Linked DNA regions of Mus musculus: all the other regions are linked to region 1. The links are chromatin contacts, called in public Hi-C maps. All regions are on one chromosome and are shown on one strand. Each heading gives the region's core, a stretch centred on a gene start, on an enhancer-like site or on the middle of the called end of the contact. The rest is flanking DNA. Distances are from core to core; before and after follow the strand shown.

The links. A called contact is a pair of places that touch in the nucleus more often than the background predicts.
Region 2: a Hi-C map of cerebral cortex shows a contact between it and region 1, with 7 times the contacts expected there. The contact joins two enhancer-like sites. A contact is called at or near these places in 2 of 484 Hi-C or Micro-C datasets (cerebral cortex and uterus) and 5 of 115 datasets of contacts at active chromatin or transcription factors (embryonic basal ganglia, embryonic stem cells and neural progenitor cells).
Region 3: a contact with region 1 is called in a Hi-C map of cerebral cortex, with 5 times the contacts expected there. The contact joins two enhancer-like sites. A contact is called at or near these places in 4 of 484 Hi-C or Micro-C datasets (cerebral cortex, cortical neurons and neural progenitor cells).
Region 4: a contact with region 1 is called in a Hi-C map of cerebral cortex, with 4 times the contacts expected there. The contact joins two enhancer-like sites. A contact is called at or near these places in 5 of 484 Hi-C or Micro-C datasets (the N1E-115 cell line, cerebral cortex, cortical neurons and 1 more).

The regions. Positions count from the first base shown.
Region 1 is chr9:49,616,746-49,620,644 of GRCm38.p6, reverse strand. The region is part of intron 1 of Ncam1 (neural cell adhesion molecule 1); the gene reads left to right. Among named protein-coding and RNA genes, the nearest start is that of Gm11149, 100 kb to the right of the region's middle. Within about 2 kb of position 1,739, at least 14 of the 459 cell types and tissues checked have an H3K27ac peak or open chromatin away from gene starts, as enhancers often do. A contact at or near this core is called in cerebral cortex, where this site is marked.
Region 2 is chr9:50,117,816-50,121,714 of GRCm38.p6, reverse strand. No RefSeq gene overlaps it. Among named protein-coding and RNA genes, the nearest start is that of 2310003N18Rik, 110 kb to the left of the region's middle. Within about 2 kb of position 2,109, at least 27 of the 459 cell types and tissues checked have an H3K27ac peak or open chromatin away from gene starts, as enhancers often do. A contact at or near this core is called in cerebral cortex, where this site is marked.
Region 3 is chr9:50,062,446-50,066,344 of GRCm38.p6, reverse strand. No RefSeq gene overlaps it. Among named protein-coding and RNA genes, the nearest start is that of 2310003N18Rik, 170 kb to the left of the region's middle. Within about 2 kb of position 1,679, at least 33 of the 459 cell types and tissues checked have an H3K27ac peak or open chromatin away from gene starts, as enhancers often do. A contact at or near this core is called in cerebral cortex, where this site is marked.
Region 4 is chr9:49,979,495-49,983,393 of GRCm38.p6, reverse strand. No RefSeq gene overlaps it. Among named protein-coding and RNA genes, the nearest start is that of Gm25633, 160 kb to the right of the region's middle. Within about 2 kb of position 2,298, at least 91 of the 459 cell types and tissues checked have an H3K27ac peak or open chromatin away from gene starts, as enhancers often do. A contact at or near this core is called in cerebral cortex, where this site is marked.

The DNA of each region.
Region 1 (3,899 bases), core at 490-2,989:
GTTACTCTCTGGGACACCAGACACTCTGCTGATACTCTAAGACGACAACCTTCCAAGTGGTGACTCTGGCCTGCCTCCGGCTCCTAAATTCAAATCTTGAATCTTAAATGGGCCTTAGCCTGAACCACAGCAACTGTGGCACAATTGAAAGGACTCAAAGTACAGAGAGCAAAACTTGCAGAGCAGAGCCTTGTCCACTTGCAAAAGCTCCAGCCTGCTCAGCCAGCACACATGGGAGCCGGGGAGAGCACGAGAAAACAGCTGGATCAAACTGACCTTCTTTCATGATCTCAAAATAATTCCTCAAAGTGAAAAAGTCCTTTCTGCTGGGGAGGCTGTAAGTGACTAGTCAGTTGGACATGGCTAGGAGACAGTCCCCTGCCTGCACAAGTCAATACAGCTTTCATTTTTAAAGGAGGCTTGCCATTCTATAGAACAAGCCATAAAGTTGCCTAGTTAGCGCATGTTTTCTGAGATCCCACACTCCACCCTTGAGCTTGAGGAAAGACATCCTACCCCTCTCTCATCCTAATCTCCCACATCCTCTGTCAGTGTTCCCTGAAGCTCTTCCTACAGAGCAGGGGCTGCAGGATGACACTGGCCAGCCAAACCTTAGTAGTGGTTTCTCAGCTTGGACCCTGTCACAAACCAGTAGTGTGTCCTCTTGCTTCAAGTGCAACAAACACTCATTGAGGACCCCACTGAGCAACTCCCTGGTCCTCAGCCTCTCTGGATTTGGTAGCTCGATTAAGACATGCCTTGAACACTATGATAAGGCACCATGACCAAGGCAACATTAAGAGAAAACATTTGATTGAGCTCACAGTTACAGAGGATGAGTCTATGACCATCACAGTGGGGAACATGGTAGCCCACAGACATGGTACTGGAGCAGTAGCTGAGAGCTAATATTGATCCACAAACAGGAGATAGAAAGAGACAAAGATAACTGGGAATGACATGGGCTTTTGAACCCTTAAAGCCCACCCCCAGTGACACACCTCCCTCCAACAAGGCCACACCTCCTAATCCTTCCCAAACAGTTCCACCATAGGTGGGCGTATGGGAAGGGGGAATAAGCATTCAAACTTAATGAGGCTATAAGGGCCATTCTCATTCAAGACACCAGGAAGGATAGAAGGCAGGTGTGGTTGTCAAGGATATACCAAAAGGAACCCCCAGCAGGATGACAGGCCTCAAGGATGGAGGAGGTCTAGGGACCACTCCACGGACTGTAATCGCAAGAAAACACCCCTCTACACATTGCCTTCAGATAGCCAGTGACCTTAGAACTGGTTCATCTAATTGGAGAGGGGGAGTGGGTTCTAAAGAAAGCTAAAAATATTTGAGAAGCGCCCTAAACTTAAGCTCACAGTGAGTTGGAAGAACACATCACTTGTGTGAGTCTAGCTGGAGCCAGAGATAGATTTCAGGCATCCTCCTCTGCTTCTTTCAACCATATATTTTAAAACCGTCTCTCACTGAGCCTGGAGCTTGTTAGCTTGGTAACACGACCAATGAGCCCTAAACAAATGAATATTTGTTTTCAACCCTTAAGGTCAGAGCTCAGGCTTTGCAACTTTGACACACCACATGTGGAGGTCCTGGTGGTGAGGCCCTGTCTTTGCACATGGTACTCAAGTGTAAAAGCTGTAGAACCTTGCTGGGGCCATGGCACATTTCCACAACTCCGCGTTTGAGCTCCTCTGCTTGAAACATGCCGGCTCCCTTTCTTTTTATAGCAAACGGAGACAGCAACTGTCACACATGGCCTGGCAACTTCTCGTCTCCAAGCCAACATGTGAAAGGAGTCAGGGTAATGTGTTCTAAAAATATTGGTGCAGTGCTGAAAAATGCATATTTCCAACATGTTCTCCTTCAGATCCCTTTGCCTTGGCAGGCAGGCAGGCATTACCTCTGCATGCTTTCTGCGCTGTGCATACCAGGCCCATCCTTAGCCAGGGCGACTTTGCCATTGTTCATGCTCTTCATGAAAGTGGCACCAGTAGATAATCATAGAGAATTTTAAATATTATTTAGTGGTCCAGCCAACAAAACTATTGAGGCTGGGAGATGGCTAAGTAGGTAAAGAGCTACCCACACAAGCACTGAGTCCTGGTTTCTGATCTCAGCACCCGTGTAAAAGACAGGCATGCTGGCATATGCCTGTAACTCAACTCTGGGTATGACAGAGACAGATGGATCCTGGGGACCTGCTGGTCAGCTAGTCTAGCCAAACAACAAGACAGGCTCCAGGCTCGGTGAGAAACCCTGTCTCAAAAAAATAAGTGGACAGAGGTAGAGGAAGATACCCAAAGTCAATATGGTGAGTGCAGCCATCTATAAATGAGCACATGGATGCAGACATGTACACAATGATAAAAACATATACAAATTCCAAAAGCAAAACTACTGTATAGTCACTATTATATTGTCACATATATTTGTATATATATGCACATATATAAACATATGTGTATGTGTGTGTGTATGTACCTGTACAAGTACATATATGCATATATAAAACCTTTGGTCCCTCTTTTAAAAAATGTGAAGGGCAATGTGTAAGCAGACAGGCAAGTAATGGGGCAGGAAGATAGTCAAAGTGACAAGTAAAGATGCACCATGTGACATTAGGGAAGCGCTAATGCACAGCAGGAGCTTGTGGGAAGAGTGTTAAGAATCAGGGAAGACTTAATTGAAAAGACCAGGCTTTATGTAGGACTTCCTAGAGAGGGCTGCCATCAAGAAAGTGTTCCTTCCAGCAGAGGAAAGAGAGAGGACAGGTGTGAAGTGCCTTGAACCGCAGGCAGCACAGCATGCCTAGGACAGGGAGCATGCTCAAGGAACAGACTGCAGGGAAGATATGGGACATAGCTTCAATGAAACCCAGAGACATCTTTACATCTTACATTGGGAGCTTTGACTCAAGCATCTTGTTAGGTGGGAGACCAAGCCACCTCAACCCCCCCCCCCCCCAAATGGCATCATGATACCTGCACAGTATACAGATGGCCTTGATATCAGTAGAAGAATGAGTCCCTGAGACTTGACCCAGAGCAAAGAAACCAGACACATTAAATAGCCACTGGTCCAGGTGAGAACTGCCCAAGCCTGAGCTGGGACAGTTCCACTGATGAAGTTCTGAGGAAAGGCACAGATAGTGAAGCGGAACAACTGGTAACTCCGAGTTACTTGAGGTAGAAAAGCATTTGCTATGTGAGCAGATGATGAGATGGCGCCCCCTTGAGTATGAATGAGAGAACAGGCTTGAATGGGAAATACAAGGATGAGTTTTGCAAAAGGCAGAGGCTTTCAGATGAAAATTGAAGAGGTCATCTGTCTGTGAGTCTAAGAAGACAGGCCTGGGCTAGAGGAGTAAATTTAGGAGCCTGTCTTCTGGGTATAGGTGTCTGTGATGTCAGTGGGAAAAGAAGGAGCAAAAAGGGTCAAAAAGAGCTATCTTTGACAATCAGGTCTGGGTTTGAGGTCTGTGTCTACCCCTGCTCGCTAGGCAAGTAACCTAAAGAAAGTTGTGTAGCCACACTGAACCCCACTCTTCTCCGTGATTCAAAGGAGGTGAGAATACAACCTTAAGAGGCTTCTTAGAATTTGATTGTTAATTAAATAAATACAAAATTCTTACTGTGTGTTTGAACCTAGAAACACCAAGTGGACATCATTCATGCTTCCATCCTCATGTTAGGGTGGAGCATCCATTAGATGTGTATAACACAAACAGTATTACTGAAGATACAAGGAAGTACAGCACGGGATAATGGATGTCGGGGCTCTGGCACTATTTATATCTGAGTGGGTCCTCAAGTAGTTCCAGCAAGAGAACTGACATACATTGTCACTTTCCGTGACATTGTTCAGACAGACTCTGATTGGCAGTG
Region 2 (3,899 bases), core at 860-3,359, 500 kb before region 1:
CTTGGAGTCTAGAGTATTAGAAAACCCATATCTGGGGTTGCCCAATAGATATGTGGGTTCTTGAAAAAGTCACTCCAAGTGTCTTCCTTGAGCCTGCAAAGGGGAGAGGGTCATACCACTTCCATTTAAATTGAGAATCTTGTCCCCAGCATCCCAGCATCTTCTCTGCTGGCCTCCTGCCGCTTGCTACCTTTCTTGCAGACTTTTCAGAGGATGACAGGCTTCTTTCCTAAACATATCATTGCATCTCTTCCAGCACATTCTCTCTTCTAGGAATGTCACAAATGAATTACCATGAGGTGTTGGCACGGGGCCTCAGCCAGCAGGAGCCAATTATTTTTTTTTTTAAAATTCCAAGCAAATTGGATCAGTGTTTCACAAGTTACTGGCCAAGATTCTCCAGAAAGTTGCACTGCCTTCCTTTGCTGTGTGTACATCGCTGACCCAAATATGTACAAATGACATCTTTCCTAGGTCCTCACGCCTAGCTTTGTTCTGTTAGGATGGCAGCAGCTCCCACCCATTTGCAGGAATCTAACTGGACCACTTCACTTCCTCAAGCTGTAAAGGGATGTTTGATCAGCCCAGATCATTTGATTTCTTAATGAGGTAGCACAGACTCCCCTTTTGCCAGATGGATGGAGCTGCACCTATTTGTGATACAACTTAATCACACTTTGCTTTGCTGTCAAGGCCGTGTTTCGGGGAGGAAATATGTTCTCTTGGCTAGATGTAACATACTCGGTCCAAATCTGGCATCTCCAACTGAGAGAAAAGAGGCTTTATTGAAACGGAACATGTAAGAATATATGTGGTGGTTAAAATACATTAGCAATCTGCACAAGGGGAGATTCTGCCGGATTGGATTTGCATCCTTAACAAAATTATTTGTGGAGAGCATGGTCTCTGCCTTCGTCACTGTGCACCTCAAATGGCCATTCAGGAACATTTTTGCCTGAGGGATAAAAGGAGGAGCCTAAGCTGTCAGGTTGTGGGAGATGGCCTGCTCCTGAGGGATGGATGGCTTTTGTCATTTAGACAACTACCCTAGGACTTAACACATCTCTGTAGGCATATCTCCTACCACCTAGAGCAAATCTTCCCATAAAGCCCCATTTTCTTTCTCTCTTCCTTCCTTCCTTCCTTCCTTCCTTCCTTCCTTCCTTCCTTCCTTCCTTCTTTCCTTCCTTTCTTCCTTCCTTTCTTTCTTCCTTTCCTTCTTTATTAAGAGAGGGGCAGCTCTTTTGGTCAACCCTTTCCACCTGCGATAGTGTGTTTCTTTTGTTGTTTTATTTTATTTTATTTTATTTTATTTTATTTTATTTTATTTTTTTAACTACTGGCAAATATATGAGTTCATTGAAATATCGAGCACTCAGTAGAAGATGGTTTTGAAACTTACAGGGAAACTACTTGAGAAGCTTCAGGCTGTGCTTTGTCTAACCAGAGCTGTTCTCTTGGATCTTGAGGATGTCACCTCAGAGCAGGATCTAGAGTTTGCTGTTTGCACCAACCACTCAGAGCGTTCGCTCAGGAGATCACTAGAGCCAGATCTCCGGGCTTGCTTCTCTCAGTCTGCATCCATCACCTCGCATCCATCGCCTCACATCCATCGCCTCGCCATAGCGAGAGGAGAGGGGGTTTTGCTGATGTTGTTGTTTGCTTGCTTCTATTTTCCTTTGAGAGGTAAAAATATTCCTTCTCATTGAGATACTAATTTTGGTTCTTTTCAGTTATTTCTAAGCCACAGAGTAGAAGGCATCACATTGACATTAAAATGTATGCGATGGTACTCCTTACATATTCACATCTCCCGCGCATGAATAACTTGTACTCTCTGCCTCCAGGTTTTGGGTTATTGTGCCTCATAAGCACCAGGGATTGCTCACGGCTATCCCTTGGTGTCATGCCATCTAGACCAGGAGTCCTGAGCTGCTGAGGACTGAAGTTCCTTCTGTGACTATCCTGGCTGTTGTTTGTTAACTTAATACAAGCTATAGTTTCTGAGAAGAGGGAGACATAACTGAGAGAAGGCTTCCATAGCGTTACACTCTATGCAAGCCCAAGGAGCGTGTGCTTTGTCGGTGAGTCATGTGGGAGCACTTCACACTTTGTGGGTGCTACCACCCCTGGATAGGAGGTGCTGGGGTGTATAAGAAAGCAGGCTAAGCAAGCAAGGAGGAACGATAAGTAAGACTCACTTCTCCATGGCCTCTGCATCAGCTCTTTCCTCCAGGTTCCTGCCTTGAGGCTTTGCCCTGACTTGCCTGGACGATGAACATTAGGCTGTAAGATGAAATAAACTCTTGTTTCCCCAAGTTGATTTTGGTCATGGTGTTTTATGACAGCAATAGCAACCCTATACACTGACAGTCTACAATCATGGCTTCTTGACGCAGAGCCCTGGGACCTCAATGCTGCGGGGATGTGAGTCTGAGAAGATTCCATCTGGGACCCCCAAACAGTAATGCTTTTAGAGAAGAAAGGAGAACAGAGCAATTCTCTCTCCATTTTCTCCTAGGGAGGCAGAGCTGAACACAGGGTGAATTTTTTTTGGAGCCCCCTCCCTCCTTGTTTTTACAATTTCTTTTTAGAAACCATCGATACAGCTATCTTCTCATCCCTAAGCCCTTTCACGGCTGTGTAGAACAAGCCATTGTTGTCCATCTCAGTAAGCTGGGATTGAGTCTTTTTACTCCACCTTGGGGGTAGCCCTACAGGAGATTCACAGAAGTCAGAGGATGCCCTTGGTGCTACCAAGCCCCAGCCACTCCACAGTCTGAAACGAGGTGAACTGTTAATCTGTGGGGAGGGTGCTCGATTCAGATGGACAGCATGTCCCAGCTGGGTGGCTCAGATCCCAAAATCTTATGAAGATATGTGAATCAGTCCTTTCAGACACACACTGCCCCTTTTCTCATCAAGGACACACACAGCACCATGGTGGCCGGCCTGGGCTGGCTTCCCACGACAGCTGCAAGTTGCATCTGGAGCCACCAAGTCCCCTCCTTCCTTCAGTTTTGAAGCTACGTCTGGCTCACAGTGACAGAGTCCTGTCTTCTGGGCGACATCATCTGCCCCTGCATCTCACTTCTGGTGGAAGTCTCCTAGTGCTTTGGATATCTCTGTGTCCCTCATATCTCATGTGGGAACTGCACCAATTGCTAGTTTCAGGAGACTCTTATTCAGCCTTCATATCAGTCACACTGTCAGGAGAAGGGAGAGAAAAGACACTGGTGGCTCCAACACCTGACATACTGAGTATTGTCTCTGTTCCCTACAGCACCCCCACGGAGCAATGGTTTCTTCTCCCACCTTATAGAGGGATCCACAGGCTACCAGGCTTAACTTGTGTCTATATTTCTCACAAAGGCCACAGAGCAGTACAAGTGGCATATGTTCTACATTTTCAGCATTCAAATATGTAAGTATCTTTGGGGGTTGAATAGCAAATACATAATGACTTGCACATGTCTAATGTACATAGCTTAATAACTTTTAATATATATATATATATATATATATATATATATATATATATATACTTGTGAAAACTATTTCCACAAACCAAGATAATGACTATATTCCCCCAATTACCTCTGTGTCTTTTATGCCTTTTTCTATATTTCAATCTGGCTTCTCTTACTTAGCATCATTATCTTATTTCCAAATGACACATCAGTAATTGCACATACTTAGGGATGGAGTGCTAAATTTTGGCACACGTACACATTGTATAAAGATAAAATGATGTATAAATATCATATCCATCACTTTGAACATTTATCATATCTTTGGGGGGAAGAACAGTAAAAATCTTTCCTTCCAGGTACTTGGAAATACATTATAATACGTTCTTGCTAAATACAGTTATGCTAAGATGCTCCAGAGAACTTCTA
Region 3 (3,899 bases), core at 430-2,929, 450 kb before region 1:
CAGATGTGCCAGAGTGTGGAGCAGCAGTGTCAGTAAAGGAAGAAAGGGTGACAGTTGACAGTTCTTGGTAGAACAACATCAGATATCCAGACTGGACACTAAAGAAGACCTTGAAAGAATACAGAGAGTTTAGGATTGCTGAAAGCTTCAGCAAGGAGAGACAGGGATGGTTCATTCTGGGAGCCAAGCATGAGAATCTCATACTTGTCCCACTGTGGGGATGCTAGGAGCCCTCCTTGTTAGCCAATTACTAGCATCTATGAAATGAGATAACTGATGTTTGTTGTTAAGTCCTTTCTCATACATACACTTAGGTCTGTCTTTCTGTTGGACTTTGCCCTGTAACCTAGTTAAAAGGAAAACTGAAAACAAGGAGGGTTAAAGGAGCTGCCAGGGAAGCTAGAAGCTAGACAGAGTGAGGAACGATCTGGAGACACGTTCTGAAAGGAAGAAAGGATCTTCTCTCTCCTCTTGATGCAAAGAAGAAAATTTGAATGTTTAGATGGCGAGCCAATGTGCCCAGTATCAAGGTCTACTTTTTAATCTAAGAACGAACTATTTGGAGTTAGACATTCTTGGGTTCAAGTACAGCTTCTCTCTGGTTGGCTGAGTCTTATGGATGACTTTATTTCTTTGAGCCTTCAGTTCACTGTGAAAGGCGAATACTAATCAGTTAACCCATCTGCATACCTGATGCACAGCATGTGTTCATTAAGTGACAAGCATCATGACTTTCTGTGTACGTGTTGTGGACAACATCAAATTCTTGTCCAGTGCCAGCATGATTAAGTGATTTTTATGCACACAAAGAAGTGTGCAGGTTAGCTGTCCCCAACCTTGTTATTTCCATTACAGAGACAGCTATATATGAAGAAATGCTGAAGCCTTATGTAAAAAAAAAGAGGTGGCAATCAGACTTTGGCACATAGACAGGGTGACAAATAGGCTCATCTCATATGCCAACTGGCCAGTTGGTAAGGGAGTCTTGAAATATATATCGTATACAATTCCAAGCTACATCTGGCTCAATAACATACTTTATGATAGACTAGGAATGCCCACTTTGGATTGCAAAGGAGCTCATCAACATGCATGCTGTCTACTTGCCTTCTTTGAACTGAAGCGATATTCTACAGATGCTAGGGCAATCTGGAACAAAACACCAGGCCTGACCTTGCCTACTTGTGCTGATCCCCACTTGCTCCATGTTTTCCTCCCAGCACATCGACGAGACATGGCCCAAGCCCAAACTCAACTGCCTTTTCCTCAGGAAACGTTGGCTGGCATAAATCAAGACCCGTAAACTCACCATGTGGATGACACAGGCTGTGTGCCCAGCCCAGGCTCTGTGAGAGACAGAAGAGGAGGCAGTTGCTTAGTGACATGGTACAAAGGGTGCCTTTGATTCATCGCTCAGCTCCAGCCTTAAGTCCATGGCCAACAGCGAGTAATGGCTGCAAATGGGCAATAGAATGCCTTTAAAAATGTCACTTTGCTGTAAAATGTAAATGTTTAACATTTAGACACCAACACTAACTCCTAGAATGCCTAGCACTGGGTGGCTTTTTTCCCTCATTCTTTTAGGAAATCTTTGTCCTTCCATGGTGAGAGTTTTCACTGTGTGATTTACACCCTTGTGCTTGTTAAATCGCTGGCATGTCTTTCCCCAGATAGGACAGCAGAGGATGAGAGATTTGCAGGGACTTTATGCCTCGCCTGTTGCTGCTGAGTATTGGACATGCAGTATAATCCGACTCCTGCCACTTCTCTGAGGGGCTCTGAACCCTGAACATTGGAACTCCCATTTTATTTCCAATTATCTTAGACCTCAAAATATAAGATGTGTCATTGAAGGTCAAGAAATACCAAAAAGAGTAATAAAGAATATTCACCAGGAGTTCTCTTTTAGACCTGCTCACTGGCTAACTTTGTCTTCCAAGTCTGATATTCAGAGGCTTCAGGTAAGTCAAGGATATATAGCTGGCTCTTTTTTTGAGATGAATTCTTTTTTCTCTAAGATAATTCTAATTGCAGGTTATTCCCCTAGCAACTTTGGCCTGTGGAAAAAGATGGACCTAAGAGTAAACGTAGACCTGCCTTAAGAGATAAGGAAAGACCAAGGATAACCACTGGGCAATGGGCTACGGGAATCACTGGGTATCAATCAAGCTATGTGAGTCCTGGTGGTGGTTTCCTTCTCATCCCACCTAACTTCTATTTCCTATGGAACATATTATGTGTTGGATTTTTCTTCTCATTCTCCACAGGTACCTCTCTCAGCCTTGATCATGGTAGGCACTTAATACCTATTTGTTTAATTAATTAAATAAGAAACGAGTCACAGGCAAACCTAGAGTTTATGTAAGAGATTAGGTTTAATGTTCCAGTGAATGAATTGTACAGCCTCCAAGAAGCCTGTTAACCACTCCGTTCATGATTTAATATTATTCTTATCACAGTGCTTGAAAATAACCAGAGTAGACGTGATTGTTCTTAATTTACCAATAAGAAGCCCAGGCCCAGATAGGTTACAGAGTCTTTTTGAGATCATATTGAATTGGTGACAAAGCCAGATGAAAATTCGCTGTTTTAGATTTCAGTTCCAAAATAAATTTGACAGTCTACTATGTTGAAAGCTCACACCCTGTGTCCTCATAGCATCTGGAACATCTAAAATGGGGCTAGGATGTGGTAAGAAAGGAAGCTGAGGGAATTTGCAAGACTCTGAGAGTGGGTACTTCCTTCCATGGTATACCTAGGTTTTGCTCATCTTATCTTTATCTCAGCCCCGGGGATCTTTCATGTGGATATTTGAATAGAAAGTGCCAAGGACTGACAAGAGTTCATTTTCTTGCCACTTAAATGACAAAGTGGATGTTTCTCACTCAGAGAAGCCTAAAGAGTAAACAAATGTGCATACAACCAAACGCTGATCCAGGCTGACGCCAGGGTACTCTCTTTGCACTGTTCCTAACAGGGTAGTTCATACCACTTGCCAGTAGCTCTTGATGAAACCTAAACCTTTCAGAATTCACCATGCATATTTGATGATAATATGTAAAAAGCCCAACTCACACTGTCTTAGACACAAATGAAAATGTACCAGGAAGAGACTAGAGGACTAGAATGCTTTATATTATTCAAGGGATAAAAGATTCTTAAGGATCACTGGAACTGGGACTTAAATAACCCTACCAGCTTGTTCGGGTTTTATCACGAGTAGCCTCTTCTCTCTCCCTTGCTTCTGTCATAATCTTATTTCCTCAGCAACTGGGAAAATGAGTCACTGATAGTTCTCAAGCCTCCTGGCCTAAATCTTGCCCTTGGTGAAGGAATGACCTTCTTCTCTTACTTTGTGTTAAAAAAAAATGAAGAAAGACTCTTACAGGCCTAATTTACCCTGGGATCGATGAGTAGGTCCATAGCTAGGGTCATAGATAACTAATAAAGCCACTGGACCATCTCTTTGTATATAAGCTAGAGTAGAAGCATTGTGAGCCCAATAGCCAACACAATAGTTTTCTATGGCCACAAAGTATAATCAATAATGGCACAAGACTGGAGTACTGCCTGAGGCAGCCTAGCAAGGGTGGCAGAGCCAAAGCAGGCAAACGAGTTGCCTATAGGAAAGCCATGCTCTGAACCAGTTTTATTTTCTTGGACTGTTTTGTTGTTAAGTCTTATACACGATTATCTTGTTAACCACCTGAACATTTCAAATGTAGCTGGGCTACAGAGACAAGCATATTATTATTCAGTGGCCAAAACAGCCCTCCTTGTGGTCTCTAAGGATCCTTATTGAAGAAGTCACAGAAAGCTCTAACCTATTACTAGGAGTGGTGTAATGAAATTGAACAACTGTCATGGGAGTTTCTTGACCAAAATCCCCAGTGCTCTCT
Region 4 (3,899 bases), core at 1,049-3,548, 360 kb before region 1:
CGAGCTCCAGGAGGTACTGGTTAGTTCATATTGTTGTTTCACCTATAGGACTGCAGATCCCTTTAGCTCCTTGGGTACTTTCTCTAGCTCCTCCATTGGGGGCCCTGTGATCCATTCATTAGCTGACTGTGAGCATCCACTTCTGTGTTTGCTAGGCCCCGGCATAGTCTCACAAGAGACAACTATATCAGGGTCCTTTCAGCAAAATCTTGCTAGTGTATGCAATGGTGTCAGCGTTTGGAGGCTGATTATGAGATGGATCCCTGGGTATGGCAGTCTCTAGATGGTCCATCCTTTTGTCTCAGTCTCTATAATTCCTTCCATGGGTGTTTTGTTCCCAATTCTAAAAAAAAGTCAAAGTGTCCACACTTTGGTCTTTGCTCTTCTTGAGTTTCATGTGCTTCGCAAATTGTACCTTATATCTTGGGTATTCTAAGTTTCGGGGCTAATATCCTTATGTGCTTTGCAAATTGTATCTTATATCTTGGGTATTCTAAGTTTCTGGGCTAATATCCACTTATCAGTGAGTACATATCATGTGAGTTCTTTTGTGATTGGGTTACCTCACTCAGGATGATGCCCTCCAGGTCCATCCATTTGCCTAGGAATTTCATAAATTCATTGTTTTTAATAGCTGAGTAGTACTCCATTGTGCAAATGTACCACATTTTCTGTATCCATTCCTCTGTTGAGGGGGGAATCTGGGTTCTTTCCAGCTCCTGGCTATTATAAATAAGGCTGCTATGAACATAGTGGAGCATGTGTCAGTTTTTTCACCAACACACTGACCCATTCACATTCTTAGGAATCTTCTCCTTTCTTAATAATCTTCTCTATTTCTATTTCCTACCAGGAGTCCCCAGGTCAATTTATTGCCTTTGGTCATAAGAACCTGGACACGTTAGCAGGTGTCTGGAGACTCAAATCAATATCTATAACACTGGTTGCCACTCAGCAGGAAGTTAGATGAGGCTCTTCTTGATGATTTTGGTCTTGAAAATAATTTTGTGTTCTGGGATTGACCAGGGCATCAAGGTCCCTCCTCTCCATTTTATATTTCTAAGCCCCCAACTATTGCCAATAGCTTTAACCTCTGGCCTGTTCTAGTCTCTGTGTCCCCCTTCTTACTTATAATCTCCCTGATTCCTCAGGTCTTCACTTATATCTGTATCAGTTCAGCCACTCATAAAGAGAACTGGATGCTGAGGCAGTGTGTGCTCAGAAGCTCCAGGATCCCTGCAGCAAAAAGTCTCTCCCAGCGACTGTCCTTTCTTTTTTCTTTTTTTAAAGATATACTTATTATAATACATAAATACACTGTAGTTGTCTTCAGACGTGCCAGAAGAGGGCGTCAGATCTCATTACAGACAGGTGTGAACCACCATGTGGCTGCTGAGATTTGATCTCAGGACCTTCAGAAAAGCAGTCAGTACTCTTACCCACTGAGCCATCTCGCCAGCCTGTGACTGCCCTTTCTATACCCATATAACTCAGGCCTATGGAGGGAATTCATTTTACACTTGGCCCTTAGTTATTGGGGAAAAAGGATGCACACAAACACAGTAGAAGCTTACATATATTTACACATATGGTCAGATGAGCCTAATAAACATGTTTGTCCAAATGGTTGTACATAGGCAAACAGTCAAAAGACTACATCAAACATACATGTTCGTGTACGCACATGCACACACACAAACACACACACCCTTGCATATCCATTACTAATTAAAATTTGCTACCTCTCTTGATTCCATTTGTAACTTTAGCATCTGCAATAGTAAATGGGATAACGTGAGTGTGCCTTTAGCTTTTAGTGGATAAGTACATGAAGCACACGATGACCAAAGAAAATCGCCTTGGACTCCAGTCTGAGTCAGAATCCTTGGAGATTGAACTACCCCATATAGAGAGACAAAACTCCAGGTAGTGTGACAGGGACATCTGACCTTTCCCTTACTCTTAGTAAACTTCCAGCCAGGTGGAACTCAGGTGTCCCTGCACACCTGGTTTCTATCACAGATGTTCCTCCCTAGGCAGAATTCCTAATTCTCCACCACACTCCCGCTCCTAACCATATCTGCAAGTCCCTACATCACAAGAAAGATTGTTTTGATATTTGCCATAACATTTCCTGTTTTTCTTTATTTCTCAAACTGTGACAGATTTTTTAGGAGCTTCATCATGCCTACCAGGCTATCCTCCACCCTCTACAGTATGTCAGTTCCATGGATCTAGGGAGTAACTTCCTTCCCACCAACATGGGCTGCCTCCCAGCCTCACTAGTCACCAGCAGTGAGTCATGAGGAAGGAAGGAGCCCTGCTGCTTCTCAACATTGCCTGGAGCTGGAGCACATGGCTCAGGTTGTCCCTGCCCCCGCCTCTGGCTTGAGGCCAGTGGCCAACTAACATCTGCTGGTGGCAGGGGGTGGGGAGCAGATTCAACAGAGCAGCTTCACATCCAAGCTCTCTCTCATTTAACCCTTTCAGTAGCCCCATGTGACATAAATTTCTATCCTCCTTTTATAGCTGATAAAACAAGGCGCCAGAAAGCCCAAGCTCGCATAGCTAGTTGGAGACAGCACTGGAATACATCTGTTTGGCCCTTTGTATTCTGCCAGGCTGGTCCATGGTCTATCTCTCAAGACCATGGTTGGGGAGGTATTGATGGTGATTCCAGCCCTATACCAACCGGATCCTTTTCCTTCCTGAGTGAGGTCAGAGTCTTTTGTTCCTGGCTGACCTCACTATGTCTTCTAAGTAGGCCTGCCTCATGGGGTTATATACTTTGCTGCCTGCATGAATGGACCCGGGTGACCTCCAAGGTGGACTGAACTCCAGCCAAGATTCCTCGGGCAAAATCTGTGTTGGCCCAATGGGGGTGTCTCATTCTTTCTAATGCACAAAGGTCTTAGTGAAGGTTTGGAAAGGCTGGGTTTTAAGAAACCAAGAATATTTAAGTGCCTTGGAAATCGTTCAAGAGAAACACTTTAATGTAGTCCAGGCTTGCTGGCCAGAAACTGTGAGGTTTTCTTTGACTCCTGCACCTAACCAGATGCCCGGATTCAGGTGCACACATGCAGGTGGAGCTAACCAGGTGTGCTTATTTGAACAGAGCCAAGGGAGACAAAGGGGGAGGCAGCAGAGGCTGCGGAGAACAAGGAAGAAAGAACAGGCAGATGCATGATTGGGAGACTATACTTTAAGAATTATTATTATTATTATTATTATTATTATTATTACTACCATTACTATTATTATTTCTACAAATGGTATTTTAAGTGTTACAGCTCTGGGGGGAAGGTATCCTGGCAGTCAAGAGCCAAGGTATACCACAAAGTCACGCTGCACAACAAATCTCATACAAGACATCTATTGAGAAAGACATAACAGGGTGGCTGCCTCTTCTCATGAGAGGAACAGCATAGAACTGAGCAGGAGGCAGGCTTTATGTAGGGTTCTTGGTGGGGGTGTGTGTGGATGGCAGCTTTCCAGGATGACCTGGTATTGGTAGAATTCTGTGGCCTGACCTTGGAGAAAGCTCAGGGACTGGTGTGATTCTTTGGCCTGATCTTGGGCTTCTTGTGTGTGAGTGTGTGTGTGTGTGTGTGTGTGTGTGTGTGTGTGTGTGTGTTTAGGTCAGTCTGAGTGCCTGCATCTCAAGGGGGTTGTAAAGGGTTGTTACAACCCTTAGAACAGTTTGGGGGTGGGGGCCTGGCTACTGGTACCTCAAGGGGCTTACAGTAGTAGTATTGAAGCTCTTTCCTACCAGGAAATGACAAAGGAAAATAGGGAATAGGAGTGAGGACTGGATGTTGCAGGTAGACACATTTTATCTCAGCACTTGCTATGATTCCCTACAGGACTTTCTAGGATCTGACAATCTGCCTGGGGAGGGA